Linked DNA regions of Mus musculus: regions 2, 3 and 4 are each linked to region 1. Evidence: chromatin contacts called from public HiChIP or PLAC-seq and promoter capture Hi-C data. All regions are on one chromosome and are shown on one strand. Each heading gives the region's core, a stretch centred on a gene start, on an enhancer-like site or on the middle of the called end of the contact. The rest is flanking DNA. Distances are from core to core; before and after follow the strand shown.

Region 1 (7,904 bases), core at 2,153-4,652:
GGCGAGGCAGAAGGAACATTAAAGCATCTTTATTCTCTGGATCCATTTCACTCCCTCTCCCAGCGTTTGGGAGTCGTGGGCAAGAGAGGATGTGAATAGGTGCAGTCACCAGTCTGTACTCCCTTGCCTGGGCATGCTTGGAGAACCGAACCGGTCTGATGTTGAGAGGGGGTGTACATACCTAGTTATTCCCACATTAACAGGGCTCGCCCCTCACCCCTATTTGTTCCATGACCTCATCACAATCAGAGAGAACCGTAGTAGAGAGGGAGAATGGAAGTTTGGCTAGAGAGGGCCTGGCTCCCCAATCGAGCCCTATTTGAGCTTGACCTCCGCCCCGGGCCCCAGCTGCCCTCCCTCCGTCTGATTCATCTTTTGTTTGGTTGCCTTCCCTGGCACTGGGCATTGCTTCCTTCCTTCCTTCCTTCCTTCCTCCTCCTCCTTTCAGCCTCTAGCGTTAACCCATTGGTGGTCTGGGTGCGCCCCTACAGAGGTGCCCAAGAGGAGCCGCGTGGGATCAAGGCTGCTGGAAAAAGGGTTGGGTGGCGGGGGCTGCACGAAGCACAATGGCTATTCTCCGGGATGACTTAACTAAGCGAGAATCTCGGGCCGAGGCCGGGAACGCGTCGGGAGAAGCGGACTCAGCAGCTACAGCTACAAAGACGCTTTTCAGCCGCCCCGGCTCAGGGAGAGGAAAGGGCAGAGCGCCGCGCCCTACATCCCCGCTCCCGCCCGCCAGGTCCCCTCCCCCAGCGTGGCCAGACTGCCACTGTGTCAGTCCTGAGAGCCCCCATCTCGCCCGTCTCTGTTCCAGAATCATCCCTGAAAGGCGTGGGAGCAGAAGCACCTGAGAATGGAGCTGCCCTGGCGTGGAGCTGCCCCCACTTCCCTGCTCAGGGTGGGAGTGGAGCAACAGGAGCCACAGCCGCGGGCCTGCACCCCCGGGGGAGGGAGGCCACAGTTATCTTGGCTGCTCCGGTCTGGGAGTTGGAGACCTTGGCGCGCCAGAGCCGGGGACAAGGCAGGAGCAGGAGCGCAGGAGGACCGGCCGAGAACAACTTTTTTCTTTGTCTCTCACCTCGAACTTGGACTGGAAGTGTTTGCTAGAGGGACATTTGCCCCCTACCCTTCTTTCTAGTCAACTTCACCTCTGCAGAGGCACTGGACAAGTGGTAGCTCTTTCTAACTTTGTGTCGTTTTGTCCCCTAAGAAGGCCCTGACCTGCGGGGGCAGTAGCCCAGTACAGAGCCAACTCAATGGAGTCCTTTTGCAGTCAGGGTGTGGGAGATAAGCAGGACTGGGTGTGTGTGTTAGGGGGGTTTCCCAGGCCCCTGGAGGCCTCCTAAGCCTGTCGCTTGTTCTATCCCTCTACTGCAGGTTTCAGCCAGAGGCAAGGACTGTAATGTCCCAGGGCCAAGGTGAGGAAGGGAAGGGCCTTCCCAGTTTACTGGAAAGAGGATGGCTTCATCACTGGGACAAGAGGGGATTCTTGGCTCGGAGTAATTGGTTCTCACCTTCCATCCCAGCAATCAGGAGGTAGAGGCAGGAGGATTTCTATGAGTGCTACCTAGCAAATTTTAGATCTGTCAGGGCTATGTAGTGTCTCAATAGATAAGTAAGGAAAGAAGAGAGAGAGAGAGAGAGAGAGAGAGAGAGAGAGAGAGAGAGAGAGAGAGAGAGAAAAGGAAGGGAGAGGAAAGAAATTCTTTCTCCCCTGTACAGGTTTTCCTAACCACATAACCTGGAAAACTATGCAGTTAGTCAGAGGAAATCCGTACACCACACACACACACACACACACACACACTACCCTGCCTGCCCCTTGCACACACAATTAGGTGGTGTAATGGAAAGTAGATAGGACTGAGAACCAGGAGTCCTGAACCTGCTCTCAGCAATGCTACAATTTGGCTGTGAGGCTTTGATTAAGTTGCTTTTCCTCTCCTGCAGCCCAGCTCTCAGATATAAAATGAGGGGTGGGGTGGGATGGAGAAACACGTCTTCTGAGTTTCCTGTCAGACACTCTACAGCACTGGCCATAGGGGCTCTGGGCCCTTCCCTTCCAAGCCATGGCCCACTGAGTCGGCTTGGTTCAGTGCCCCTCTGTAGCATGTACCCCAGAATGCTAGCTGATATTCAAAGCAGAGTCCTCAAGCTAAGGTGAGTTTAGATGGCCCAGAAACCCTTGATTCTCAGGTGTGTCTGTCTGTTCTGAGGACTGTTTTTTGGTCACCCCCACCCCAAAGTCTGTTGTTTAGACCCTAGTATAGGCTACCTTTCCCGTGCCAAGGACAATGGCCACCCCATCCCCAGGTAGATGGTCTGGTCTGGTAACCTGACTCTTGCCCATCTCTTTTCCAGCCCCCTTCTTTTGGCTCACAGAGCTTTTGGACATCAGGCCAAGAGCCAGGCTAAGTGTAAAGCCTTATGCAGTCTACCTATCATAGCCAGCTCCTGGCCCCCAGCTCACCCCAGCCCTTCCTGCCTGGCTCGGTGACTGACCCCCGGTCCACGCCTCAGCCATTTCCCGTCTCGCCTGCCGCCATCCTCCTTTCCCCGCCCTCGCTCCAGCCTCTCCCAGATTCACTCTCACTGGGCAGTTCCTCCTCCCCCTCCCCATCGCAGACTCTCTCCCCATTTGGATACCTCCGAACCACTATCCAGCCACCAGGTTATTTGCTTTCCTGAAGGGTGTGATGAAGGAGATCTCACTTTATTTTATTTTAGTTTAGGGTCTCTGGGGATGAAGGAACAGTTCATCCTCCAGGGTTGTTGTAGGAAAATTGAGGAGCTGGTGGTGTGGTAGAGCAGGTGGGGAGAAACTCTCCTTACCTCTGTCATCAGGCGGTCTGCGCCGCTGTTCTCCTCATCCTTGAAGATTATGTCGGGGTTGTAGTTGGGTACGAGGTCCCGGAAGCGCTCCGACCCCCTTGTTACCCTCCCCTCCGCTGGCCCACTCGCGCCCAGGGTCCGCTCGGGCATACTGGGCACAAACTGCTTGTATAGCAGAGGCACAAGTTGCTTGCGCACATAACGCCGCCGGCCAACCGGTCCTCGGCCCGGCCCGCAGCTCTGGGCAGATAGTGCCAAGAGTGCCAAGCAGCACAGGGGCAACAGACTGGCCGGCAGAGCCATGGGTGCCGTGGACTTGGGTCGGAAGGGAGCGTTCTTGTCCTCACTGGCTCTCCTGTCAATTGGGCATCTCCGCAGGAGCTAAAGAGCACCGCAGATAGAGAAGGTCCCAGAGTACCTGGAGCGCTGTGGCTCTGAACACTTGGCAGCCGCTAACTCTGCCTACATGCCCTGGGGAACCTGGAACCTACTACTGATAGACTACCATTTACAGAGCAGGTGGGTCGAGGGTGAGTGCCAGCCCAGCCAGTCTCTGCTGCCCGGCTCCCGTGCTCCCAGAAACGCCCTGACTCCGCCTTAAGTGGTCCCGGGCCCCGCCCCCCGCCCTTCTCTCAGGGCTGTCCCGCCCCCTCCCACCCGGGCGGGGGATCTAGCAGTCACAACTGGACACCACTGTTCCATTACTCCACTGAAGTGTGTCCCATCCTGGAAACCATGCAGGCACCTGCTTAGGAAATCCCTGAAGCTTTAGAGTCCTGGCTGCCTGGATAAGCATCCTTCTACCTCCGAGTCTAAATTAGGCACCAAACTATCTTCCTGGGCACTAGTCTTTGCTTTCCTAAAGTCTACCCTGGCACGCCATGCCCTCTGCTGTCCTCCGGGAAGTCTGAGTTCCAAGGCCATCCAAGCCCTTTGGGCAAGCCATCAAAGCCTCCCATCTCCGTGCTCCTCCTCAAGTCTCCCCGATTTCTCTCAACACTCATCCATAACCAAGCAGAGATCCCAGAGGATCATTTTCCTTGGTGGTTTTATATCTTCTTGGGAACAGAGCCTGACACAATCCAGTTTGAGACATTAAAAAAAAAAACAAAAACAAAACAAAACAAAACAAAAAAAAACCCTACTGTGTCTGTCTCTGCCAGCACATGCCATAGCACACCTGTGGAGGTCAGAGGGCTTTTGGGAGTCCACCTTCTCCTTCCTCAGCGGGCTCTAGGGATTGAGCTCCGGTTGACCAGGCTTGTGTGGCAAGTGCTTTTACCTGCTGATCTACCTTGCCAGGCCAGGACTTTCCAAGTTTTATGTCCTCTCAAATGGTTGCCAGATACCCACTTTTTATCCCTCCTCTCCTTCTTTTGACAGACTTTACTGTATGTAGTTCAGGCTTGGTCTCAAACTCACTTCACAGAGCAGGCTGACAGCGAATGTTTTCTCCTTTGGCCTCTAGCTTCCCAGCACTGAAATTAGCCATGCACTACCACACCAGGTTTGTGTGGTGCTCGGATCAGAACCAGGGCCTTCAGGGCTCAGCAGTTAAGAGCACTGACTGCTTTTCCAGAGGACCTGAGTTAGATTCATAGCACCCACACAATGGCTAACTCCCTTCTTTCTGTAACTCCACATCCGATGGGGAGGGGGTCCAATGCTGTCTTCTGGTCTCCTCGGGCAACAGGCATACAATTGGTACAAGCAAAATACCCATACTTATAAAATAAAACGTAGCCTGGCGTGGTGGCGCATGCCTTTAATCCCAGCACTCGGGAGGCAGAGGCAGGTGGATTTCTGAGTTCGAGGCCAGCTTGGTCTACAAAGTGAGTGCCAGGACAGCCAGGGCTACACACAGAGAAACCCTGTCTCGAAAAAAACAAAAACAAAAACAAAACAAAACAAAACAAAAAAACAAATAAAATAAACGTTAGGGGTGGGGTGGGGTGTTAATTTCAGCCCTTGGGGAGCAGGGACAGGCAGATCTCTTGTGAGTTGAAGGCTAGCCTGGTCTACAAAGTGAGTTCCAGGACTGCCAAGGCGACAGACACAGAGAGACATCAACAAAACAGAACAAAAGTAAAAACAAAAAACAAAACAAGTATATAAGTTAATTAAAAATAAAATAAAAAGCCAGGATTCAGACATGCCCGGCAAGCACACAACTGATCTTTATGCACTGAGCAACATCCCCATTTCCCTTTGATTGAGATGTTCGCACACAGCCAAGCTGGGCTCATTCTTGCTGTGCTGAGTCCTGGGCTTTCAGGCATGTTCTTCACCCAGCACATCATCTTCTGAGTAAGTTGTCATTTGGAAGCTGCCAAAGGGCTGTGGACACCTAACGTCCTGGTCTGTGGAGGATGGCTCTCTTCTCCTTCCGTTGCCTACCTCCTCCCCCTCTGGGCCATGGAATCTATTTTAAATCCCTCAGGCCTCATCACAGAGACACTTAACCCATTCAGTTACAGGAGAATGTAGTGGAGAACATGAGAACCAGAGGCCACTTGGGGAGAAAAGGATTTCAGCTCACATGTTCCAATCACAGTCCATTCATGAAGGGAAGTCAGGACAAGATCATCAGGAAGGAGACTGGAGAGATGGCTCAGCCATCACAAGCACTGGCTGCTCTTCCTGGAGACACCAGGTTCTGTTCCCAGCTCTTGCATATGGCGGTTCACAACCATCCACAACTCCAGTTCCAGGGGCTCTGACAACCTTCTTCTGACTTTCTGGGGGACCGGGCACAAATATGGTAAATATACATATATACATACATACCCATAAAGCTCTCACATACATAAACCCACAAAAATCTAAAGTGAAAACCTTAAGCCAGGACCCTGGAGGAAGGGCCTAAAACAGAAGCTACAGAGGAGGGCAGGCTTGCTCCTCTGGGGGTGGGGCTGGAGGTAGCACTGCCCACAGTGGGCTGGGCCCTCCCACATCAGTTATTAAAGAAAATGCTCTGAAGATCTACCTACAGCTCAACCTTATGGAGGTATTTCCTCAATTAAGATTCTCTGTTTCCCACGTCTAGATTTGTTTCAAGCTGCCAAAAAGCAACCATGACAATAACAAACCCTGTTTGCTATCATAAAGGTGGAGAGATGGGTCAGCTGCTTTTCCAAAGGACAGAGGTTTAATTCCCAGCACCCACTTGGCAGCTGATCTTTAGTCCGTGTTTCCAATACCAGGGGATCCAACACCCTTCTTCTGCCACAGGCACTGAACTCCCGTGGCACACAGACATTCATTCATTCAGGCAAAATACTCATACACATAAATAAAAACAAAATCTAAAAGTTTTAAAGCCAATTCAAAATTTAAATGCAAGTGATTAAAGAGATGTCCCAGCATGTCAGAGCACACGCTGCTCTTAAAGAAGACCCATGCGGGTCTCCTAGCGCACAGGGTACTGTGACTCAGCTCTAGGGGAGCCAACACCATTTCCCAGCATCCATGGGTATGTGTAGACACACATACATGAATAGACAGTAGATCTTTAGAAAGGCCGCTCGGTTAGAAGAACTTGCTGTTAAGTGTAAAGAAACACAGTAAGACCTGTGTTTGGCTCTTGGCATCCACATGGTGGTTCACAACTTTTGCCATTCCAATTCCAAAGAATAGGATGCCCTCTTCTGGACCCTAGGAGGCACCAGGCATGCACGTGGTACATATAACATTCATGCAAAGGCACTCATATGTGTAAGCTAAAAATAAATCTTTGCATATATATTTTCCATGAGTGTTCTATCTGCACATATACCTGCTTGCCAGAAGAGGGCATCATATCATATTACAGATGGTTGTGAGCCACCATGTGGTTGCTGGGAATTGAACTCAGGACCTCTGGAAGAGCAGTCAGTGCTCTTAACAGCTGAGCCATCTCTCCAGTCCCTAGAAAACCAATCTTTTATTTTTATTTATTTATTTTTTTTTTTGGTTTTTCAAGACAGGGTTTCTCTGTAGAGCCCTGGCTGTCCTGGAACTCACTCTGTAGACCAGGCTGGCCTCGAACTCAGAATCCGCCTGCCTCTGCCTCCCAAGTGCTGGGATTAAACACCATGCCCGGCACAATTTTTTTTTTTAATGTTTTGACAGTGTTTATGCAGCCCTGACTGTCCTGGATCTGGCTATGTAGACTAAGCTAGCTTCAAATTCACACAGGTCTACCTGCCTCTGCCTCCTGAGTGCTGATATTAAAGGTGTGTACCACACAACTGGCCAAAGGTGGTTTGCATGGTGTTGTAAAACTTTTATCCCAGCGCTCAGGAGGTAGAGAAAGAGGCAGGTAGACGTCTGTGATTTGGAGGCCAGCCTAGTCTGCTTTACATATTGAGTTCAGGCCAGCGGAGGCTACATACATGTCTCAAAGCAAAACAAGGCTGGGGACACGGCTCAGTGTGTAAAAGCACTACCAAGCCTTACTACCTGATTCCAGTCTGAATCCATGTGGTAAAAGGGAGAATGGAAGCAAGCTGTTCTCTGATCTCTACACTTATGCGTGTGTGTGAGCAAGGGTGTACATACACACCATACACACACACAAACTTGCACACGCACACAAAACAAAAACCGCTCCCGATGTCCCACTGTAGGGCAGCAATGAACTGCCCGGGCACTATGGTATTAGAAGATCCGGCACCTTTCAGACAAAGCAGCTTTCAGCACCAGCTGGTTTATCATGCATTTCCAAGGCCATCTAGTCTAGCTTAAAGTACTGCGCTTGGCAAGTATTTGTGGAATCTACACTTTTTGTATTCCATGTTTGCCCTCCCTCACCCAGTTCCAAGGCTAGCACTCAGTGACTGTAAAAACTAGAACAAAAAGCAGGGGTGGAGGGGTGACCCCCACTGATGCCTGTCTTCCACTTACAAGGAAATGGTCTTGGAGATGGGAAGGCAGCTCTGTGGTACTGAGGCTGCCTAACAAGCATAGGTCCAGGTTTGCCACCACCAGACCCAGGATTGCAAAGGCCAGTAGGGCTAGCTCAGCAGATAGAGGCTTTGAGTGTGATTCCCCAGGATCCACACAATGGAAGAAAAGTTATCCCATGAACTCCA
Region 2 (7,904 bases), core at 2,602-5,101, 690 kb after region 1:
CCCAGGTCCCCAGCATTTCCACCCAGGGAATCTAGAGGTTCCCTGATGAGGAGAGATGGAACAAAGGCCTTTCTCTGAAAGATTCTAGTCCCTCTACCATAAGTGGGAAGCCATCCTTCCCAGCCCAAAAGTTCCCAGGGGGGCTTCCTTTGAGCAGGAAGGCCAGGACCTTGAGTGCACAAGGCAAAGACATTATTATCATTATTATTATTTATTATTATTATTATTATTACATTTGTCCTATGTGTTGTGAACATTTCCCTGCATATATGTCTGTGCGCCATGTGAGTGTTTGGTGCCCACAGAAGCCAGAAGAGGACATCCCTCAGATATAGTTACAGACTATTGTGAGCTGCCATGTGGGCACTGGGAATCAAACAAACCCAGGTCCTCTGGAAGAGCAGCCAGTGCTTTTAACCACAGAGCCATCTCTCCAGTGCCCAGTTCTAAAGAATAGTATCTATGACAGCAGAGGAAGGGACAGAATCACAGCCCCATTGTTACCCAAAAGTGCCTGAGTTCCCTTAATGTTTAGTTAAAATTGGATCCTTGGCTTCGACACAGAAAAGAACTCCAGGAGAAGCCAGCATGAAACAGAGTTGGAGTCCATTAAGAGAAAGAAAAAACTGAGACCCCTGAGTGGGTGGGTATGGACTTCTCCATAAAGAGTCCCAATGACATGTCTACGTAGTCACCATACATAACATTTTGGTGACTCTCAGAGGGTTGCTAAGAAACTGGTTTTTCTTCAATAAATGAGATTTCAAGGTGGCTCTGGAGGTGGCACTGGAGAGATAGGATTACAATCTGATAAAATAAAACCAGAAACCACTAGGGTGGCGGTGGGGGGGGGGGGGAATAGAATGCATTGTTTTACTGTAAAGGGTGTTTCTGGTGAGATTCCTAGAAAATTACAGGTTTACAACAGGGCAGGAAGAAGCCTTAAGCAAATGTTTATTGCCTTGGAGTTAGTGACTCTGAGCCAGTGAGTCCCCCCTTCTATAACAGACTATTAAGTGGCTTCAGAGGAGCCTTAGATGGGGTTACAGTGAGATAAGGAACGGGCAACAGATACCACGACTTCACAAGTTGGCTAGGATAGCTTTTCATGGTGAATGGGGTCCTTCCTGAGAGACCTAGGAAACTGAGCATTTACACTGTGAGAGGAAAAAGGCCTTAAGCAGATGTTGCTAAATGTGTTGGCATTTACTGTTCTCAGCTGGCGGGAGCTTCGCCCACACTCTAGGGCAAGGGTGGCCAGGGGTTCCTTTCTCTTCCCATATTCCCCAAAATTTACCAGTAATTCTATCACACCTTGTCCCCAGTAAGAGATCTGGTGACCCTGACTGATGGTCAGAGATATGAAAAGATCTCAGACACAGCCTTGGAAACAGAATCGGCTGCCACTCGGGGTAACCTTGACAGATGGAGCCTCCTTAGTTACACCAAAACGACTCCTTGTGACCAAGTCTGTGTGGCACGTTGTGGTCTCCATCCCAGCCTGAGCCAGTGACTTCTGACTTCTGGACTCCTCACAAAGTTGCTTGAAATTAAATCACTTTCAAAGTAGAGACAATTCAAATCTATATTTTTAATCCATAAAATGTCAAGAACTAGTTCTTTTGTTTGTTTTGTTTGTTTTTGAGATAGGGTCTTACTATGTAGCCTTTGGGTGACCTAGAACTCACTATGTAGATCAGTCTGTCCTTGAACTCAGCAATCTGCTTGTCTCTGCCTCCTGAAGGTTGGAAATAACAGCTACCATGCCTGGCCAAAACTAGCTTTTCTCCCCTATCCCCCAGTACTGGGCATTGAACTTAGGGCCCTTCATATGCTAGGCAAGAACTCTACCACTGAGCTATATTCCCAGCCAGAACAAGTTCTCGGTCCTTTGTTAGCTGGGAAAGAGAAGGCTCAAATTCCCAGGCAGCACATGAGACCAGCCCGCTCTAAAAGGACAGATTGTGAGACCTATGGATCCAGGAAGACTGTGCCTGGGCAGAGAAGATGCATTCAAAAAGAGGGAGGGTGGCCGGGGAAGGAAATTGAGTTGCAGCCACAGGAAGATGTCTGGCCTGAAGGTCTCTGATCCTGGAGGCACTGCCCTGCTCTGCTGGGGGCATAGCCCTGCGACTCCGGAGAAAAGAACAGTCCACCTGACCAGGGCCGTTGGGGAAGAGCCGCTCAGCAGGAAATGCCAGGCAGAACGGGAACAATAGTGGGGTTTCTTTGGACCCTGTTTTCTTTGGCCTCTTAGCTGCCACCTGGCCCAAAGTTCCTCCTCCCCGTTCTTGCTTTTCCTTAGGCTCCACCCTCAGCCCCTGCTGGACACGTGTATCTTTTCTCTTCCTCTGTTGCACCCTAGGGCTCAATTACCCTAGGAGGCTTTTAAAACTGACCAAGACATGAGGTGACTTTCCTGGGCCTTGCTCTATGGCTGGTACGGTGCAACGGTGCAAAGTGCTCAAACACTAACCGTACGGGGTAGAGGGAGTGCAGCTCTTTTTCTGGGATCCTGAGGATGGGTCCTTGCCCTGCCCCCAAACCCTAGAAGGTCCTCCCTCCAATCTCCTTCTACACATGCCAAACCTGCGGAGGGGGAAGGTGGAGGGTTGGGAGAAGCAATGGAGAGGGTCTGGAAGCCCAAAGAAAAAAAGGACAAGAGGAAGCTGGGAACTAGAAAAATGTGTTGGCCAGTCCAAGAGTGCAAGGACTTGATGGAGTGGGGGTGGGGACGAGAAAAACCAACTGTATGAGTGTGCAAACTAGAAAGTGAGATAGGCCGGCAGAAACAAAGACCTGCAGATTGAAAGAGGCTAAAGGCAGGCGAACTAGATAGAGCTAGAAACAGTAATGGACAGCTCGTTTTAAAAAAAAGGAAGAAAACGTAGAAACGAAGAGTCAGAGAGACAGGCAGAAAGAGGAAGACTCAGAAGTCAAAGGGTGATAGACTGAGGAAAAGAGACAAGGCTAAAAGACTGGTGGGGAGAGGGCGCAGAAACGCAGGAACACATGGAGGGAGAGGGCCAGAGACACAGAAAGAGACAGAGAGACAAAGAGAGGTGGGGATGGGGGTACTGAGACTGTCACGTTGGGAGAAAGACCAACAGGGACAAGAAGCAAACAGCCACTCCGGAGGTCTAGTGTGACTAAAGTGATGGAGTTCTGGGTTGAAAACAGAAGAGGCCAAGACCCTTTCCTCTGACCCCAGTCTCAGGCACTTCCCTAAGCCCAAACAACCCAAATTGATCACCACCCCAGGGTCCCCAAGGGCTACCACTGAGAACGCCTCCTAGAGCCCGCTGCCTAGAGGCACCGCCACACGCGGCGTCGAGGATTGCCGAGCGCAGAGCAGGCTGGCACTGTACTCCCGATCCAACGCCCCCGCTCCTGCCGGGCTGGACCGGGGAGAGGCCCACGATCGCCGAACCGCCCCCGCCACGGGCGGATAAGGAGCTAAGAGGCGCTGTCCTCAGAGACTCTCATCACTCTGACCCGTCCGTGGGTGAGACCGACCGGGTCAAGATGCTCCGGTCGCGCGAGCCCAAGGAGGAGAAAAGGGGAAGGCTGCCGGCCGGCCCCGGACGCCGGTAAAGGCCGGCCGGAGAGGGACTTCCAGAGCTCGGTGCGAGAGGAGAGCCGGGACCGCGCTCAGCCGCCAGGAGAGCCCAGCACGCACGTCGACCAGGAGGGCGCGGGAGCAGCGCTGAGCGCACGATGCGCGCGACCCAGACCGCCGGGCCAGTCTACACTGCCGCGTGGGTCACGTGGCCCGGGCGGGTCCGCCGCTGTGCGGCCGGGGGGCCGGGGGTGCGCGGGGCGGGGGGCTGCGAGCGCGCGCCCGCCAGGCTCGCTCCCTGCGCGCTGCGCTGGCCTCTGGGCGCGGGAGCCGCCCCCGGCCCCCCCGCGCTCTGCCCGCCGCGGGGCGCGCGCCCTCTATATAGCGCGCCCCTGCCCGGTCCGCGCCAGGCCGCCTGCCACGGAGTGGGCACCGCACGTCGCGCAGAGCCCCGCAGACAGACGCCCGCCGCTGCCAGCGCCGCCCCGACGGCCGCCCCGCGACGCAGCCGCTGCCACCGGGCCCCCAAGGCCACCATGAAGAAGGAGGTGTGTTCAGTTGCCTTCTTCAAGGCCGTGTTCGCAGAGTTCCTGGCCACCCTCATCTTCGTCTTCTTTGGCCTGGGCTCGGCACTCAAGTGGCCCTCGGCGCTGCCCACCATTCTGCAGATCTCCATAGCCTTTGGCCTGGCCATAGGTACCTTGGCCCAAGCCCTGGGACCTGTGAGTGGTGGCCACATCAATCCGGCCATTACTCTGGCCCTCTTAATAGGCAACCAGATCTCTCTGCTCCGAGCCATCTTCTACGTGGCAGCCCAGCTGGTGGGTGCCATTGCTGGAGCAGGCATCCTGTACTGGTTGGCGCCAGGCAATGCCCGGGGTAACCTGGCCGTCAATGCGGTGAGTGTCCACCAGACTGTGGAGGGATGGGCAGGGACCCTGGGGACATTTCAGACCAGACCTTCCATGCTCCTCCATCTTGAGAATGGGTACAACCAAAACACCAGGGCATAACTTAGCCAGTAAGAGCAGGCTGACCAACCTCCTGGCCAACCTCAGTGCTCCCGGGTCCTGGCTTCTCTTCACATTCTCCCTCATCTACCCCTCCCTCTCCTATGCTGCATTCCCTGGCCTAACTCCCCAGGGCCGCCAAAACATCCCTTCCATCTCTAATCTCACCTGTGACTTCTTTCTTGTGACCCCCCTTGGTGGTGTAGTTTTAAGGGACCCACCAAGGAGCCATGGATAGTGATGGATGGAGGTCTGGAGCAACCGTGATCTCCCTGGGCTTCCAGTTTACTACCCATGACATGGAGGTGATCAGAGCACAGCCAGTGCCCTGGGGATTACACTTAGAAGCCATGATGTGATGCACCCCCAGTGCTGGCTCCCCCTTTTGTAACCCCTGCTCCTGCCCCCCTGCTGTCTCTCCATCTTTGCAGCCCTAGATTCAGCCCCCTGTCCCATGTGAACTGGGCTCATTAATCAAACACAGAGGAGGATTTTCTCGGCCATTGTCAAGCTGTGAGTCAGACACACTGGAGAGACGGGTTTGAAGTTGGCACCGGCAGCGGGTCAGGCATGGATAGGAGGCCAGGGGCTGTTTGCAGTAGGCAAACTGGGCAGCTGCCCACAGGAGGGAGGGTAAATGCCAGCTCATGGGGGCTGGGGATTGGGCAGAGCCGTTGACACGATGGCACCCAGGAAAACTTGCTGACACCCTACCCTCTGGCTACAGGCCTGAGCTTCAAGCTTGCGCACACTGAAGTGCAGTTTCTCCAACAAATCGCCTGTCTGGATCATGCAGGGGACTTGACTTCCAAGAGCTCAGGCTCTAGGTGTCCTTGAAGACCAGAACCTTACTTGTCTAGCCTGTCACCGAGCCTGAAGGCTGCTAGCAGGGTCCTAACCCAGCTCTTCCTTGCAGCTCAGCAACAACACAACACCAGGCAAGGCCGTGGTGGTGGAGTTAATCTTGACTTTCCAGCTGGCCCTCTGCATCTTCTCCTCCACGGACTCCCGCCGCACCAGCCCGGTGGGCTCCCCAGCCTTATCCATTGGCTTGTCGGTCACACTGGGCCATCTTGTGGGGGTGAGTAGTGCTGGCACAAACCGGGGTGTCATGGAGATGAACAGTGGAACCCCAGAATGCCAGCTCCTCCAGATAGATAAGACCCGATAGAGTTTAAGATCTGGTCTTGGGTATCTAAGCTGTAGCCTTACTGGACTCTAGGTTTGATGTTGCCCATCCCCCCCCAAGACCCTCCATGGACTGAGAAGCTGAGTAAGTGGAAGGGAGGGCGAGCACAGAGACTCAAGCCAGAGCAGGTGCTTAAGAAATGTGGTTTGGTGGGCAGCTGGGCTGCGTGGGCAGTCAGCATCCTAGGGACTGAGAAACCTGGATTTGAGGTGTGGCTGGTTCCCACACTGTGTGACCCTGAGAGAGAGTCAGAATTCTGTGGGAGTGGAAGGGATGGCACCCTCCTCACCGTGACCCCCCTATCTACCCAGATCTACTTCACCGGCTGTTCCATGAACCCAGCCCGATCTTTCGGCCCTGCGGTGGTCATGAATCGGTTCAGCCCCTCTCACTGGGTGAGTGCGGGCCTTCCCCCGGCTCCTGAAAACACGGCAGCGTACTGAACTGAAAATCCAGAATTGACTGGACATTCTGGGTGTTGTCGGACCAGATCTTGGGGGTTGGACAGAGAATGTCTTTAGAAGTACATGGGAGTGGGGGTGGGGTCTGTGTTAATCTGAGGACTTTGTCTGCCCCTCTGTGTATCTGTCCTCTGATGCTGTATTTATTTGTCCCTATGAAGATATTGGGGCTTGTTCTTCTGGGACTGTACCCCTTGACAGCGTCTCCATGTGTTAGCCAAGCTTGAAGCTACATCAGGGGGTCTGTGTTAATCTGAGGACTTTGTCTGCCCCTCTGTGTATCTGTCCTCTGATGCTGTATTTATTTGTCCCTATGGAGATATTGGGGCTTGTTCTTCTGGGACTGTACCCCTGGACAGTGTCTCCATGTGCTAGCCAAGCTTGAAGCTCCAAAAAGGATGGTAGAGCCTTGCTGGGCCCTGCATTTTGGAAGACACATGTTTTGGAGGCTCTGTCTGTCTCCTTAGAAAACTCACTTGCCTCTCTTTGGGGTGGGATTGGGAATCCTGTCTCTCCTGGGCTCTGCCTGCCTCCTTAGAGGGTCTGTGGTCCATGACCTTGTCAGTAAGGACTGGTTCACAGTAATCAGCCCCGGAGATGAAAGACACCGTTCCTTCTGGAGGCCTGGAGATCTATGCGTCCATTTCCTTTCAGGGTCCATGGGGTCTGTGCTCTGGTGGGGAAGATCATGGTCCCTGAGCCCTGAGGCTCCTCCTCTGATCTAACTCTGTCTTCACAGGTCTTCTGGGTAGGACCGATCGTGGGGGCCGTCCTGGCTGCAATCCTCTACTTCTACTTGCTTTTCCCCTCCTCGCTGAGCCTCCACGACCGTGTGGCTGTGGTCAAAGGCACATATGAGCCAGAGGAGGACTGGGAAGATCATAGAGAGGAGCGGAAGAAGACCATCGAGCTGACGGCACACTGACCGGCACCGGGCAGGGGCCAGTCCCTCAGCCCCTGGACCACTGGAGAAAAGGAAGACGAAGAGTTTGGAGCACCTCTCCCTAGCATCCTCTCAGCTGGAGAGGCAGCATTGGATCCCCATGCCGCACACGGGGATGGGATGGGAGCAGAAGCCCATGATGGGACACTTGGGTGTGGGCCAGGGACAGGGCCTCTTTGGAATTAGGCAGAACGACTGCCACAGCTCAGACCTCAGAGATTGTGAAGGCAGTGCCAAGCTCACAGCAGTTCAGGACCATCCCAGAAAGGGGTGATAGCCCTGTTTATCTCTCCAACCCAGTATCTCATGTGCCAAAGCCTTCCCCCAGGTAGACAGAGGGGACATTGCCTGAGAGCTCTTCAGGAGAGAGATAGATGGTTCGTCGAGTGCCATCTTATTTATTTCTGGTTAAGATGGGGCGGAGGATGGGGGGGACGCTGCTGGTATTCGGGTTGGGCGTTTCCCAATAAACCACCAATCTTCATATTGTGCCTTCATCTCCCTCCAAAAGCCTCTTGGGACAGTGGCCAGTCACATCTCCCACTTGCGATGTCACACCCTCACTCATGCTCACTTGAGACTACCAAGAAAACCAGGAGACAAGACCTCAGAAAAGGAAGAAAAGCTGAAGCTCAGGAAGGCTGAGAGGACCGGAGAGCTGGCAGGAGGAGAGATCAAATGTAGAGACCGAAGGATACAGAAACAGCACAAGAGACCCGGAGAGGGCCAAGGGCTAGGAATA
Region 3 (7,904 bases), core at 3,334-5,833, 560 kb after region 1:
GACAGCCCCCCTCCCCCATGTGTGTCCCAAGCTACCCCACGAGGCCGCTGCAGGACCAGGTGAACAGCCCTGGTAGGGAACTGGGACCTTTGAGTCCCTGCTCTACTCTCCAGGAATACAGGGCCAAGGGCTGCCTGGGCCATGCCTAGAATGCACTCAGAGACCACAGGTAAGATAACGCCACATCACAAGCACAGTATAAGAGGCTGCACTGGAGTGTCAGGGAGTGCGCAACTTGCAGCTGGGTGTGGGGACCTGAGCAAGTGCCTGTCAGGAAGTGGGGAGACTCCGAACTAGTTCAGGGCCTGCCATTTGTTCAATCCCCAGCACGGGGAAAAGAAATATGTCACTGAAGACCATTTCTTGGGATCAAGCCTATTGTGACACCTATCTACCTTGTCTGTCCTCTCTCCACACGGCCTCAGGCTGGCCCACCTCAGAGCCATTCTTCAAGATGGGATTGTCACTTCTGCCTAGCAACAGCTGCCGCCTTTGCTCTCACAGGGACTCCACCAATAACTAACTGCTTTCAGATAATGAAATCCTTCCCACAGCCAGGCCCGTCTGGTTACTACTGTGGGACACTGCAGAGGATCCCCAGACAGCGTGATGTTCAAGAGGGCAGGCAGAGACCTACAGTGGATCTTTCCCACTTTTACCCAGGGAGAGAAGCAGCGAGAACTCAAACTAGGAATGCAGATAACAAGATGCTGCAGGTACAGTCCTACTGTGTGCCTGGCACTGTGTCGATGCTGGGAACAAATCTGCATTTCCCAGGAAACCTTCTTCCCTTCTGGTGCTCCAGCACAGCGTCTAGGGCATTACAAGTTCCATTGGCAGTGAGAAAGCTGACCAGAGAGAGCACTTGGAGAACCCTAGCCCAACACTCTACAGCTACCTGGGCTCAAGAACTGGCTTTCTCTGCTGTGAACACAATCGGGTTTCTCGTGAATGAGAAACTGAGGCAGAAAGTAGCCATGTGAAGGCAGAGACCAGAGGCTGGACTCCCACGTAGGATCCTCACCACCACCTGAATCACATCCTACCTGACTGCCAGTTTCCTCATTTGTGTGTGTGGAGGGGAGGGGCATGCTGTCAAGACAGAGTCTCACAATGTAGCTTTGGTTGGCTATGTAGACCAGGCTGGCCTCATACTCACAGACATCCACCTGCCTCTGACTCCTAAATCTAAATGCTGGGATTAAGGGCACGAGCCACTATGCCCAGCTCAGTTTTCCCGTTCCCCCCACCCCCACCCCACCCCCTTTCTTTCTGTTTTTCAAGACAGGGTTTCTCTGTGTAGCCCCAGCTCTCCTGAAACTCACTCCATAGACCAGGTTGGCTTTGAACTCAGAGATCTGCCTGCCTCTGCCTCCAGAGTGGTGGGGTTAAAGGCATGCACCACCATCGCCTGGCCAGTTTCCCCATTTTGACTTGAAGGTGGGCCTCCAGACTAGATTTTCTCTCGGATTCCTTCCAGCCCGTGGAAGCTCTATGTTGTTTTGATGCAGTGGCAGATCTTGGGTTGATTTACATAAATTTGCATGTTCAATCAAAAAAAAAAAAAAAAAACACCACCACCAACAACCTACCAAACCCAAACTACAAGTATAGAAAATCCAATCAGTCCATTATTGCAGCCAGACAGGCTGGAGGAGCTTGCCAGGTTCAGGCAAGGGGCTGTCACGGCAGACAGGGGTAGCAAAGGTACTTGGGGGAGGGGCCGCAGGGGTGAGGAGATCCTGCTCTGAGAGATAGATACAGCTCTGGGGACTCTGTGTCTACACACCAGAGCCCCTCACCCTTCACTCAGGTTGTCCTTTCTCCTTCACAGGGCCTCGGGCTGCCCGCCTCAGAGCCATTCCTCAAGATGGAATTGCTGTTTCTGCCTAGCAACAGCTGCACCCTTTGCTCTCACAGGGACTCCACCAATAACTGCTTTCTGGGAAACTGACTTCCCTGGGAGTTTCCACTATCCATTTAGAGGGCTTCACACCAGTGAGGGAGGTTTCTTAGGGTTTCACCTACAAGCCCTCTGTTGATGCTTCACTCACACAGGCTGGCAGGGCTGGGGCTAAAGGGCTCCCCGGACCTAGGGAAGCTGAGAGTGAAGGACATTGCAGGAGAATGTGCCTCACATCCCGGAGCCTCTTTAAGTACCACCATCTCCTTCATCTGGGAGCCCAAGGACGAAAACAAATGAGAACATGGAGCTGTTTGGTTCTTGGGCTGGGAAGCAAGCCCTGACCTGGAGCACTAGAGTCCCGAGAAAGCCCTACCTCAGAGGTAAGGGGGCTGGGCAAAGCAGGGCAGGGGCAGCTTCCCCCTGTTGCTTGGAGGTACAGAGGTGCAGTGTGTGGAGACAGCAGGTAGGATGGGCAACAGCAGTGGGGCCCTCCTTGCCTTCTTCCCACAAGAGGGTGGATGAATGTGCTGGCCTCCCTGGCTTGGATCCTAAAACAAGTCCCAACAGCTGAGATGCAAACTGTCTGCTGGGAATCTGCCTACCCTGCTGGCCCTTGGCTGCCTCCTCCTCTCTCAAACCCTCCCCAAAGACCCAACTCAAAGACTGGCCCAGTCATGATGTCTCACCTTGATGGGTGGGCCGAACCTGAGCCAGCAGGAGTTCATACCCCAAGGCACCGGGGTGAGCAGAAAAGGCCTATTCACGGGCGGAACAAAGTTCTGTTTTTCTCAATCCAAAATGCTAACCCTAATAAACTGTAGCCCAGCAGTTTAGCTCTCTTAACAGAGCCAGCCTGCTGGAGGACCCTTCACCCCTCACCCCTCGAGTCACCACCTCTGTGCATGTTTGTGTGTGTGTGTGTGTGTGTGTGTGTGTGTGTGTGTATGTGTGTGTGTGTATGGGAGGTTTAGATCTTTCTGGTCCTACTGCTGAGCTCTGAAGATGAAGGAAACTATGCTCAATAGAAGCAAACCATCTTGCTCAAGGTCACAGCGCAGGCTGCAAGACCAGGGCCCAGGGCTCTTGACTCTGGCCATCCTGACAGCAACTCAGTGCACATACACGAATATTCTCTGCCATGTGGTGGAGTGCATCCCTTCTCTGAAGCCCGACTCTTCCAAAGGCTAGAGCTGGAGAATACTGTACAGCCAAAGACACCTTAGGTAGACCACAGGTGCTGGAAACAAAACCAAACAATCTATGTGGGAATACAAGGAACTCTGCTCACACACTAGGGATGGGTTTTAAAAATCTGAGAGCCAGGTTTTCAGGCCAGATTGGGAGGGGGGGGGGTCCTGTAAGATTGAAGAGGGTCTACAACAAAGCAATTGTACAATGCTCACTTCCCCTCAGAGGCCTGAGCACACAATAGTGAGAGACTCCTTCCCCATGGTTCCTCAAACCAGTCCTGATTGCCGGCCTCTGTCTCCAACCACTTCCTCTGGCTGACAATTGTGTTTAAGCAGGAGGGCCCACTGGAGAACGGGAGAGTTGGCGGAGAGGGAAATCAAAGATTGCCTCCAAACCTAAGGAAGCCTTCAAGCCTAAAACCTCCAGCTCCTGAGGAAGGCGGTCTTTAAAAAGCAGCTGTTGGGCAGGCTGGGTGGGTTCATGTGAGCCCTCTGGAAAACCAGGCTTAGGAGATGAAGGCCTTCTGTGCCCTTGGGACAGCGCCAAGGCTAGAGAGACAAGAGGGGCCTTCCGCCCAGGATATAAAAAGAGGGAGTTGGGGTCCCAACTGCCGCTCTCCTGGGCCTGCTAAACCAAGGGAATGTCAGGCACAAATAAATTCTCTGCATTCTTTTCAGCACCCCAGCCCAAACCCAGAAACCTTTTCAGTCGGGGCTGCCCTGTCCCTTACTCCAGCCCAACCCATCTCCTTCGCTCAGCCTCTATTCAGCATGCAGGTTGTCGGGTTCCCTTCTTCCCACAGCCCCTCAGAGCCTCAGCAGGGTGGTTCCCAAGACCCGGTCACTCCGCCTTTCCCCGCCTCCCCCACGCCCTACAGCCCCGGGCCACAGGGACTGGAAGGAGTGCGAAGGGGTGCCCCGGGCTGCAGTCTGCGCCTGCGCTTTGGGGAGAGCCCCCTCCCTCCGCAACCCAGCACCGCTAAACGCTACCGGGACCGTGGGATACGGGGAGGGTGGGATGCGCAGTGGGGGCAAGGTCAGTGCTTTCAAAGAGGGAGGGACACCCGCCACCGGAACATCCCCCCACTCCCGAAAGTTTCCCTTCCGGGGCCACCGAGTGTGCGCGAGGATGGCGCAGGGGGCGGGAGGGGGTGGGGTGGGGGGGTGGACAAAGTCACAACAGGACCCCTCCTGGGAGAGTGCAGCGCGAGGGACCGGCAGGCGTCGAGGTGTGGGCCGGAAGCCTCGCTCGCTGCCCCTTCCAGCCAAAGCTGCCACGAGAGCCTTTCACTCCACACTCCGCGGCCCCCACCCGGGGCGTGCGGCCCCCCACCTCTCAGCCCGTTAAATGCCAAACAGGCCTGAACTTACCGAAATCAGGTGCTGAGCTCGACTGGCTTGGTCCACAGGGTCCATGGCCGCATCTCGGGGGCGGGAGGGCGAGGGGGGTGCAGGAAAAGGGGGGTACCGGAGCCACCTCTTGATGTCAAGGCTTTAAAGGGGCCAATGAGCCCCGCCCCTCGCCCAGACCCCGCCTCCCTCCTCCCGCTCAGCCAATCCACGCTCAGCCTGGGTGCCTGCCCCTCCCAGCTCTATCCAGATGTTCCCAGGACGAGAGCTAAGTCTGCCCGGCCGGCGCGCGCCGCTTCCGCCCGAGTGGGCAGGGCCTCCCCTCCCCTCCCCCCTGCGGAGAAACACTCTTCCTCAGGCCGGAGCTGACCTGCAAAGCCTTCGCGGTGCTCCCGGTGCTCCTGGTGCTGGGGATCGGGATGCCAGGCCCGGCCGAGTGGGACTGGAGCCGGGGCATTTAGAACAGAGAAAACTAAGTAGGTTTGCGCGGGCCCACGGGCATGCGCGTCTGCTTCCGTGGGTCTGGGCGTGCACGTGTATGTGGTTGAGAGCGTGTTTGTAATTTGCTGCATACGTGTTAGGTGCAAATCTACAGGAAGAGGCTTGAGTGTCTCCTTGGCCTGAAATGCACCCGCCTCTCTTTTCCATCTCTAGGTCGGGGACCTCCCAGAAATCTGGAAACTGGAAGCGAGGAACAGGCACATGTGTAGAAAGCAGTGCTGGTTTAAGAAGCAAGGCAGACCCAGGCGTGGTTGCTCATGAGAAATCCTCGCACTTGTGAGGCAGAGGCAGGTAGATCTGTAGTGCAGAAAAAAGAGACTGTGGTTGGTTTTTAGCTACTTTCTGTCAGGGAAGAAGAAAGTACAGTCCAGTCACTTCACTAACCGGGAGGAAACAAGCTAACTCTTGCAGGCCTTTGCAACTTAAGAGCTCAGTACGGTTGTCCTTGGTCTGTTTGTTGTTACTGATTGGTTGAGACAGGATCTCTAACTCTGGCTAGCCAGGAACTCATGATATAGGCCTGGCTGACCTTGAACTTGTCATGATCCTATAGCTTCTGTCTCCATTTTGGTCCTTAAACACTTCCTTGCCCTTCGGTGGATACCTTATAATCCTCAGCTATATGCACTGTATTAACTGGCCTGGATGCGCACACAGGGGAATTCAGAGGTATCTTTGGACACTTTGTATATTTTATTAATATTGCTTCTCTCTTAGGTGTACAAATGAGACTTAAAGCAAAATTAGTCCAGTAAAAGAACGGGTGCCCTACAAGAATGTAGGGTGGTCAGGTTGGCTGGGATGCATTTAAGGGGTCCTCTCTGAAGAAGGCATTTTAGAGTGGGAGTCTAAAGATGGAGAACTTGAGTAGGACCCAGGCAGGAATAAAGACAAGTGATTGGCAAGAAGCTAATTACCAGAGTGGGATAGCAAGCAAATCCTCTTTTGTAGGGGGGGGGGGGCAATGCAAGAGGTTTTATCTGGAAAACAGAATGAGCATTTATATAAGGGAGTCATTTTGGATTAAACAACAACAACAGAAGAAGAAGAAGAAGAAGAAGAACAACAACAACAACAACAACAACAACAACAACAACAACAACCACCACCACCACCACCACCTCCGGTCTCGCTGTGCAATTCAGGCAGACTTCCAACGCTCTGCCCCCCAGTGTCAGGACACAGGTGTCATGTACTGGGTGTCAGGACCGCAGGTGTGCCACCAGGCCTAGAGCATGCATGCACACACCAAGCATGCACTCTGGTGCCGAGCCAAATCCACAGCCTTCCACTCCCTCTTCATCTTGTTTCTTGATGTTCTTTGAGGGTGCCTTTGGACACTACAGGACTGATTAATCCTTGGCCAGTCATCCCGTATTTACGGAATAGGGATTAATGTGCTGACCCCGGGGGGATAACAATAATTAGACACAATCTCCCCTCAAAGGGTTTTGAAGCCCAACACAAATGATGTATCTGCGGTTCTTGCGTCTTGGGATGGAAATCTTAAGTCCGTCAGGTATTTCTAACTATTTTAAATGTTTTGCAGGTGACTGAATTTTTGGAAGCAAATGACATCTAGATTGGTTGGGTTTTTGTTTTGTTTTGTTTTGTTTGTTTGTTTGGTTGGTTGGTTGATCGAGACTGAGTGTACTGGAATTCTCTCTAGACCATGCTGGCCTCGAACTCAGAGATCTACCTGCCTTTGCCTCTCTCCTGAGTGCTGGGATTGAAGGTGCGCGCCATTGCCCGGCTTAGAGTGTTTGTTTTATGTTTTGTTTTGTCTCTTTCATGTGCTCACCCTTATTTAGTAGGCACAGACAGAGCATTTGTCCATGGCCTTGCCCTCCTGGCTGGCCCTGGAGCACTTGCTATTTTGATAGGCTTCAGGCTTCAGCTGTGAAGCTGTAGCAGCGCTCCACGGTTATTTTCTTGGGTGAGGCTTGCTACGTTTTGACTCGGTTTTACTAATCAATTTATTAAAAGTCTGAAGCCCCAAGATTGATTATTCTCCATTCTTAGTCTGCATCACTAATGACATCCTTCCCTTGTTTGTAATAAGATGAGCTAAGACTTCTTGGGGGCTGGGGCTGTAGACTGCTGTTTACACACCCGTGTGATGGTGTGGCATAACTGCGTATATAGTGATGATGACCCTAGAAAGCCACGCCCTCACTACTCACAGTGGCATTTGAATTCAGATCTCCCGGAACTGAATAATGGGTGATTGTGAGCCACCTTGTGAGTGCTGAGACTTAACCCTGGTCCTCTGCAATGGCATCAGGGTACTCAGCTGCCTTCCCACATTCTCTGCTTTAATGCTGTGTGGTTGACCATTTAGCGCTGGGTGTCTTCCCTCTTCAGAGGTTGGCGTTGAATCACTTTGCTGCCGTGCTGGCTGAGAAGATGGCCAAGTTTAGAACTCCTGGAATTAAGAGATAGTTGGGTTGTCAACTAGCTTCTCAGAATACCCTAACCTGCCTATTTTTTTTAGGTTGGGTCAACTTCAGGACACAGTCTAGATATTACTACTCCTACTAAGAAGGAGAAAGGTGCTGGCTAGTGCTCAGTTAATTTTCTCAACAGGAATAAGCATTGCCAATGTACTTTGAAATCTCTCACTGGTAAGATATGATGGATCTGCTCACATCTTTTAATTATTTTTTTCTTTTCTCCTCCTCCTCCTCCTCCTCCTCCTCCTCCTTTTCTTCTTCTTCTTCTTCTTCTTCTTCTTCTTCTTCTCCTCCTTCTCCTCCTCCTCCTCCTCCTCCTCCTCCTCCTCCTCCCCCTTCTTCTTGTTGGACCTAATGGTCCAGGCTTAAGGACCCTGCTACTCAGGAAGATCACAAATTCAAGGCCTGCCTGAGTTACAGAGTGAGTTCAAATGTCAGTTTAGGTAATTAAATGAGACCCTATCTCAAAATAAAAAGTAAATAAAGAGATGGGGATATTGCTCA
Region 4 (7,904 bases), core at 2,298-4,797, 520 kb after region 1:
ACCTCTGCCTCATTTCATTGGCATGAGATGGGCAAGACTCCACCGCTAACAACACACCTCATCCTTCTGGCTCACCACCCAGTCTCTCCTCACCCGCACTTTGCTTGTTGGGGTGATGGATGAGGGTGGGGTGGGTAGGGTGGGAGCCCAGCCTAAGCTTTCTTTTCTTCCATCCTCTCCTTCTTCATTTTTTCTTTTCTTTTCTTTTCTTTTCTTTTCTTTTCTTTTCTTTTCTTTTCTTTTCTTCTCTTCTCTTCTCTTCTCTTCTCTTCTCTTCTCTTTTTCTTTCCTTCTTTCTTCTTCTTTCCTTCCCTTTCTTTCTTTCTTTCTTTCTTTCTTTCTTTCTTTCCTTCTTTCTTTCTTTCCTTCTTTCTTTCTTTCTTTCCTTCCTTCCTTCCTTCCTTCCTTCTTTCTTTCTTTTTTTTTTTTCTGAGACAGGGTTTCTCTGTGTAGCCCTGGCTGTCCTGGAACTCACTTTGTAGACCAGGCTGGCCTTGAACTCAGAAATCTGCTTGCCTCTGCCTCCTGAGTGCTGGGATTAAAGGCTTGTTCCATCACGCCCGGCTTCCTTCTTCATTTTTCAAACTCAGGACTTTGTTGCTAAACAAACGTCCTACCACTGAGTGACTACCCCAATATGTGTGTGTGTGTGTGTGTGTGTGTGTGTGTGCTCCTCGTGGGTGTAGGTGCTTAGAGAGGCTAGAGGTGTCAGATTCCCCAGAGATGGAGTCATCCAGCGTGTGTACCAGACTTACTGAGTCTCCTGGAAGAGACTCTTCAGTCTGCACTACTGACCCAGCTCTCGGGCCCTGGTGGTAGGTGGGGCGGGGTGGGGTGGGGCGGGGTCTTGCTCTGGCTTTGTAGTTGTGGCTGGCTTGGAACTCTCCGTCCTCTCACTTCAGTCCCCCCAGTGTTATCTGGTGTCGTTTTGAGTGTGCTCTGGAGCCGGCGTGTCTGGGCTTGAATCACGGCTGATCTATACACAGGCTTTAACGTTTTAAACGTTCTGGCTCTCCCTACCCTATCAGACCCGGGTAACAGGATCACCCACATGAAGAGGTTGTATAGAGGATTAGCTGAGTATCCACACACATGGCCGCCCGAGGTAGTGCTGGCGCACTGTCAAGGGTGAGTGTTCTTATGTATTATCCCTGGAGCCAGAGATCACCGCCACTGGCCCTCCACTCGCCACCCCAGTTCCCCCATCAGCAATGCTTCCCTTGGGTTAAGCCTACAACTTTCCTTTTCTCGACCTGAAACCAGTGTGTGCCCCTGCTATACTCTCTCACAAAAACCCATTTTCTCTGAAGTCTGGTGTCAGAGACGCCCATCCTCCGTCCTCCACTGGCTCCAGCCCCGTGAAGATGGGATGGAAGTATCCCCAAAACTCCATCTGTGGTGACCCCCCCACATCCTCTACCCTTAAGGGATGAAATCAAAGGCTTAAAGTGTCTGCTGGGCAAACTGTAAACATGGCTGCCCCTGAGGTGGCAGAGTGACAAGATGATACCACACTGGAAACATTCACACAAGCCATCGCTTCAGAAACACAACTTAGTGATACACACCTGTGAGCCTCACACTGGTGAAGCAGAGGCAGGGGAATGGCAAGTCTGAGTCAGGCCTGAGCTACATAGCACGACTGTGTCTCAAAAAACTAATAAGCATCCAAACTAAAGTCTTAAAAATACTAAGACCACATTACTTTCTTTTCTCTTTTGGACAGGGTCTTACTGTGTAGCCCTGACTGTCCTGGAACTTGTGAGGTAGACCAGGGATTAGAGGTGTAGACCACCACAGCCCTGGAACTCACTCTGTAGACCAGGCTGGCCTCGAACTCAGAAATCTGCCTGCCTCTGCCTCCCAAGTGCTGGGATTAAAAGTGTGCACCACTATGCCTGGCTTCTATATATTTCTTATAAATATATATTATATTTTTTATTTAGATATTATTTATTTTATGTGAGTACACTGTCACTGTCTTCACAAACCAGAAGAGGACATCAGACCCCATTACGGATGGTTGTGAGCCACAGTGTGGTTGCTGCGAGAATTGAACTCAGGACCTCTGGAAGAGCAATGCTCTTAACCACTGAGCCATCCATCTGTCCAGCCCCATATATTCTTATAAAACATATATACTTACATATTTTATTTTAATTAAATATATTTATGTGTGAGCAAGTACGTAGCACACAGAAGTCAGAGGACAACCGATGGCTGTCTGCTCTCTCCTTCCACCATGTGGGCCTGGAGAAGTGAGTCAGGCTTGGTGGCAAGGGCCTTTTACCCCTGAGTCTGTACAGGGGTCTGACTGTTTTTGAAACAGGGTCTTCTGTAGCTGAGGCTACTACATTCTGCAGCTCAGGAAGGCCTGGCCTCCTGCCTCCCAGATGCTGATGCCAAAGTGTCAACACCTCACACCTGGCTTCCAAAAGACCATTTCTTTCTTTTTTGTTTTTGTTTTTTGTTTTTTTTTTTGGAAACAGGGTTTCTTTGTGTAGGCCTGGCTGTCCTAGAACTCACCCTGAAGACCAGGCTGTCCTAGAACTCATAGATCTGCCTGCCTCTGCCTCCTAAGTGCTAGCACGCTGGGCCTTGCTTTCTTCTTATGACAATCTATTATTGAACCTGCGATTTACCATTTGACCCAACTGGCTACTTATCAAGTCCTGATATCCACCTGGCTTGGCCCCCTCCCCCACCCCCAAGTGCTGAGGTTATAGACACACACCTTCAAGCCTGGCTTTTATGTAGGTGCCAGCTATTTGAAACTAGGGTTCATGTTCCCACAAGCAAGAACCGTACCCTGAAACTGGACAGAGGGCTGTGAATCAACCCAGATTTGTAGGTCTTTAATAATTAAAACGTTTTTAAAAAGCTGGTCCCCGGGGCTGGAGAGATGGCTCAGTGGTTAAGAGCACTGACTGCTCTTCCGAGCCAAAGGTCCTGAGTTCAAACCCCAGCAACATGGTGGCTCACAACCATCCTAATGAGATCTGACTCCCTCTTCTGGTGTGTCTGAAGACAGCTACAGTGTACTTAGATATAATAATAAATAAATCTTTAAAAAACAGCTGGTCCCCTTCCCTAAAATCACAGACGACCCCACAAGTACTTACCGTGAACTTTTGGCTTTAAGAGATTTATTTATACACTTGAATTACCCCAGAGAATAAGGGCGGGGATCTAGAGCTGGGGTTTGCTACAGAGCATGTTTTCTTTTTTTAAACTTTTTTTTTTAAAGGAAACAAAACATACTATTTGTGGGGGGGAAAAGTAGAAAAAAGGAAATAAAATAAACCCCTGGCAGCCTTAGAGAGGCTATTTTTTTTTTCTTTTTCTTTGTGTGTGTGGGTGTCGCGGAGGGAGGGGTGGGGGCGGGGGGCTTCCTGCAAAAGGAGAGGTGCCAGTGTGCGGAGCCCGCCTCTTTCCCGCCTTTTGGCTTTGGCCTTTTGGGGGAGGGCAGCTGTCTGGCAGTCTGAACTTCCTGTGTTTGGGAAACCCGGCTGAGGTCTTACATGAACATTCGCCCATTGTTCTTGAGGAGAGTGAGGTCACAGTAACTTTACAAGCAGCTGTTGCAAACCGAGACACCAAGTGTTCTGCCCCAGCCATGATCAAGGAGGTTTTCAGCAAAGCTTTCCTTGAGCGCCAAGAAACCGGGCTCCCTGGAGTATCAATAAACCCACATGCTCCCGCCCTCAAATTCTTTCAGTTGGAACCGAGCCCTGGGTCCGGGGAGGGGGGCCATTGTCATGTGGGCTATGGCTGACTGGGATCAGGCAGGAGTTGGGGGAGGGGGAGATTGTCATGTGGGCTATGGCTGACCATGGTGGGCAGGGCTGCCTCCCGGGACCACTATGGTTCCTGCAGCCTATCCTGCCCTGGGACATTTCTCCAGTCAACTCATTCTGACCCAGGGACCGAGGTGGCACCTGGTATTTTCAAATTCCTAGCATACTGAGCAGACCCTGTCGAGAACATGGATTTTGGTCTTAGCTTTGAAGTGAAGATGAAAGCCCACCATGCCAAACTCCTTTCCAGGAAGGAATGGGATCTAGGAGGCCAACGCAGTTCTAACAGGAAATGATGTAATGCATCAGGCTTAGGGCAATAACAGGTCAAGAAACCAGTCAGGAGTTGGTCAGAAACCAAGATGCAGACTTCCGTTAGTACACCTAGGAAGGGGCAGGGACAAAACTGCATTGTCAGACCCTGTTCTGGTCTTGTTAATTTCTTCAGTGATGGCGTCAGCTAAGGGAAGATGGCAGATGTGGGCGGAGCGTAGAGCGTGAAGGAGAACAGGGGCGGGGCCACCTGGCCTCAGGCTGCTGATGGGGCGGGGCCACCTGGCCTCTCAGTCTAATATACAGATGAGGAAAACCAAGGTTTGTAGTGATAGGTTTTTTTAGGAACGCCAGCTCTGGTGATAAATATCCTTGGCTTCTAGTGCTCCCGAGTCATATAGAGATGGTTTATAAAGCACGAGGAAGTGAGTTGAGAGACAGCATAGTGTGCCGGTGTGAGGGTAGTCCTCTCAGGCTCTTCCCCTCTCGGCCTGGGTAGTCACTGACTGTCCCGTGTCTATATATAAAGCCAGTGGGACTGCTCCGAACTGGCCAGTCCCCAACCTGGAGCATAGAGAGGTTTGAGCGCATGATCACAGGCCTCTTCCCCATCTTTCTCACCAAGGCTGCATGGCCTTGTGTGCCCTCTGGTCAGTGACATCCTCTGGGCTTCAGATCTACACAGGTCACTGTAAGTCACCTTCTAGCCAGCTCCTCCAGGGGAAGGGCACAGAGCCTCATTAGAGCACCCGAGGGTCCCTGGACCTACCCACCAGTCCACCCGAAGGATTATAGAGAAGCCAGCAAGCACAAAGGGGGGGCTGCCACACAACAGTCACGGTGGGGAGAGGCCTCCACGTTTTATTAGGGATGCTGCAGAAGCAGGGCTGCTTTTCAACAACAGATAAATTAACCGCAGTGCGGGTAGGGGTGGGGACTGGGCCAGGCGCTTATATATATATATATATATAAAAACAAAGATGAAGACAGACAAACAGACCCCACGATGTGGGGAAGGGAGGCAGCACCATTCAGACAGCAGGGAGGACCAGGGCAGAGTGAAGGCGACTTGTCCCCCTCACCCCCAAACTCCATAAGCCTGGGGCTTCCAAAATCAGCCCCATGGGGGCTTTGGGGCAGGGTTGCAGCCAGGTTGGGCAGAGGTGGCACAGCTGGCGGGCAGGAAGCCTAGCACCGCAAGATGGCTCGGCCTGAAGTGGGAGCTGGGACAAAGCAGCCTGGAGCCCCCGGTCCCGTAGAGCAGAGCCTTACTCTGGGGGAGTCAAGGGACTGGGGATGAGGTCTCTCCCTGAGCTGAGCATGGTTGTCGCATCCACAGCAGCAGTGGCATACGCCAGGGACCCCCCATCGCCTTCTTATCCTCTTTCTCCTTGGTCCCTTCAGGTCAAGCTTCACCGGCCCAAAGGCGTGGGGCGTGGAGCGCGGAAGCAGGTCGTTGAGGGTCCCTAGCTCCAGAGGAACTGTAGTGGGTGCGGTCCCTCAACCCTGACTCCCACAGGAGGATAGCGAGTCATAGAGGGAGTCACTTAGGGATTCTGAGGTCTCCAGCCCGGGGGCGCCCCCGCTGGCCACTCGGCCTTCCTCGCCCATGTCCGACGTGCTGGGGGTACGACTGCCTCCAAATGCTGGGCCCTGAGGTGTAGATGTGCGGCTGGGATCCACGCTCTGTTTTCGGTCTACGGGCAGGGCCTAGAGGAGAGGTACTGCTCAGAGAGGAATCGTAGCCACCCTGACTGCTGTGGGGGTCCACAGAGGCAGGAATAATGGAAGCCTTCTTCCAAAATGGGATGGGTGGGCGAACTTATCCTCACCTCCAGAGGAGGTGCTGGCTGGCTGTACACAGCTCAGAGACATCCATCTCCCAGTCTCTCCCTCCAGGCACCCAGGCCTCTCTCTCCTCCCTTCTGTGGCCTTACCATGGGGGTTCTAGGCAGTCCCTCCAGTTGTCGGGGTGGGCACAGGAAGGGGTCGCTGGAGCTGCCAGCTGTTCTGGTGTTGGGGAAGGTCCAGTTCTTGGCCAGCTGGACAGGTGGGGGAGGGCCTGGGTCTTCACAGGGATCTGTCCAAGAAGAAGGGGGAAGTGGATGCATTGGTCCGGCTCCAAGGAGCCTCTTAGGGATGCCCTACCACTTGAGGGGACACTCACCATCGGGACAGGTCTGATGGCTTCGGTGGCCTGGGGGAGCTGTGAGCAGTCCAGGGAAGGCTGGCATGCTGGGGTGTCGCCCACTCACCAGCAGCTCCTCTATGCCCGGCACCTCTCGCTCTAGTGTGTGGGCACGGCGGGGGACTTTGGTGAGGCCTGGAGGCCGAGCTGGGGGTGCCCCTGGTGGGGGATCCAGGCGCAGTGACTTGGTCTTGGGGAGATTTTTGCTGGGGGTTCCGCTGCTGCTGTGATCTGGGGGTGGGAAGGTCCCAATGCCACTGTCCAAGGTTCGAGTCAAGGAGCCGCAGGCTGTGGAGGAGAGGGCACACAGAATGGGGCTCAGGCTCAGGCTCAGGCCAGCCCACTCAGGGTTTTCCTGGCCCAAAAGGCTCCTCCTGCAGAACTCACCCCACCCCTGCTACTCCCCCTCAGCTTCGCACAGGTGCCCCTCAGGGCAGGGAGAATCATTTCTCCACCGCCACCGAGATCTACATCCCCAACAGTCATGGCTGAGCACTAAGATGCTACCCAGGACCTGGCACTACTGGGGGGGGCAGGGAATGAGGAGAGAAGGGAACCCTGCTGACCTGTGAAGTGCGTGGTGGAAACTGGCTCCGCCAGGCTGTCTTCAGAGGGCATCTCTTCCCGCCTTCCTGGCTCACTGCTGGGCTGTGTGGGTACAGGAGACCTGAGTGTCCATTCCAGAGCCTCCCGAGGCCCCCCCGCTGCACAGGCACTGAGCGAGAACTTACCTTCCCAGGTTTTCCGCAGCCCTGGAGTGGGCCTACCAGGCCATTCCGAGGCCCACAGGCAGGCCAGGGGCTCTTGGGGTCAGTGGACACTGGCTGGAAATCCCCATACTCAGGCTTGGGTTCCCGCCAGCTCTTGGGGGGCAGCTCCTTGCCATCCACCCTAGGGACAAGAGTGCGATGGGTGTGAGGGAGGCCCAGCTTCCCGGGCTTAGCAGTTGCTAAGGTCCAGGCTTAGCTGGTGCCCATCAAGGCTTTAGGTATTGTAAAGTACCTTTCCTAAGGAGGCGTTAGGGTAGGGATGATTTTGGGCAGTGCCGGGCAGAGGCAGGTCGGGCTCTGAATTTGAGGCCAGCCTGGTCTACACAGAGTGTTTCAGGCCAGCCTACCTATTCAGACCCCGTCTCACACAAGCACACAAGATGGAAATGCTTTCAGAGGCAGAACCTCTCAGGAAGCAACTAGGATTAGTCATGGTCATGAGGGCACAGACCCCTGTGACTGGTGGCTTTTCACGAGGCAGATGCCAAGCACCACACTCCGTGCCTCGTCCCATGACACTCTGGGTTGCCACAGGACTCTGGAAGCAGAAGGCAATCACCAGATGTGGCCCCTAGATCTCTAGAAACCATGGGCCACAATGACTCCCCTCCCCTTTATAAAAGTAGTTTGTCTTAGAGACACATTTAATTAGCGAAACGAAACAGACCCACACACCAGCCACAAACCCTCCAACACTGCTGGCCCTAGAGAGGTGTGCACTGCTGCCCACCCTGGGGAGAGGGGCCTGTGCACACCCTCTTCAACACCTCCTGAAGCTTAGGAAAGGCAGGGTGGGTGGAGGGGCAAGCAGACAGGAGGGACAGGGAAGATCCTGGGAGCCCACCTTCCCAGGGTCACTGTGCCTAGCTCACTGAC

What was found. Promoter capture Hi-C pulls out the DNA fragments that hold promoters and counts their contacts. HiChIP or PLAC-seq counts read pairs in DNA pulled down with a chosen protein or histone mark.
Region 2: a contact with region 1 is called in an H3K4me3 HiChIP or PLAC-seq map of embryonic stem cells, with 5 times the contacts expected there. The contact joins the promoter of Aqp5 here to the promoter of Dhh in region 1. A contact is called at or near these places in 2 of 39 promoter capture datasets (both in liver) and 1 of 115 datasets of contacts at active chromatin or transcription factors (embryonic stem cells).
Region 3: an H3K27ac HiChIP or PLAC-seq map of microglia shows a contact between it and region 1, with 5 times the contacts expected there. The contact joins the promoter of Nckap5l here to the promoter of Dhh in region 1. A contact is called at or near these places in 2 of 39 promoter capture datasets (hippocampal neurons and pre-B cells), 1 of 115 datasets of contacts at active chromatin or transcription factors (microglia) and 2 of 9 other capture datasets (liver and pancreatic islet).
Region 4: a promoter capture Hi-C map of liver shows a contact between it and region 1, with 2.3 times the contacts expected there. The contact joins the enhancer-like site here to the promoter of Dhh in region 1. A contact is called at or near these places in 7 of 39 promoter capture datasets (3T3-L1-derived adipocytes, embryonic stem cells, frontonasal cranial neural crest and 3 more) and 1 of 115 datasets of contacts at active chromatin or transcription factors (embryonic stem cells).

Annotation. Positions count from the first base shown.
Region 1 is chr15:98,895,138-98,903,041 of GRCm38.p6, forward strand. It overlaps Dhh (desert hedgehog), which reads right to left and starts at 3,403. Exons shown (of 3, transcript NM_007857.5): 1 at 2,833-3,403. The coding sequence starts at 3,135.
Region 2 is chr15:99,587,177-99,595,080 of GRCm38.p6, forward strand. Aqp5 (aquaporin 5) reads left to right here and starts at 3,852. Exons shown (of 4, transcript NM_009701.4): 1 at 3,852-4,458; 2 at 5,486-5,650; 3 at 6,070-6,153; 4 at 6,959-7,653. The coding sequence starts at 4,096. The coding sequence ends at 7,144. All of the region lies in intron 3 of Gm34765 (a long non-coding RNA gene), which reads right to left.
Region 3 is chr15:99,453,165-99,461,068 of GRCm38.p6, forward strand. Nckap5l (NCK-associated protein 5-like) reads right to left here and starts at 4,584. Exons shown (of 13, transcript NM_001001884.1): 1 at 4,468-4,584.
Region 4 is chr15:99,417,129-99,425,032 of GRCm38.p6, forward strand. It overlaps Nckap5l (NCK-associated protein 5-like), which reads right to left. Exons shown (of 13, transcript NM_001001884.1): 9 at 6,990-7,149; 10 at 6,825-6,906; 11 at 6,238-6,546; 12 at 6,008-6,150; 13 at 4,906-5,780. The coding sequence ends at 5,571. Among named protein-coding and RNA genes, the nearest start is that of Nckap5los, 12 kb to the right of the region's middle. RefSeq lists an enhancer at 2,826-4,429. Within about 2 kb of position 3,548, at least 174 of the 459 cell types and tissues checked have an H3K27ac peak or open chromatin away from gene starts, as enhancers often do. A contact at or near this core is called in embryonic stem cells, liver and pre-B cells, where this site is marked.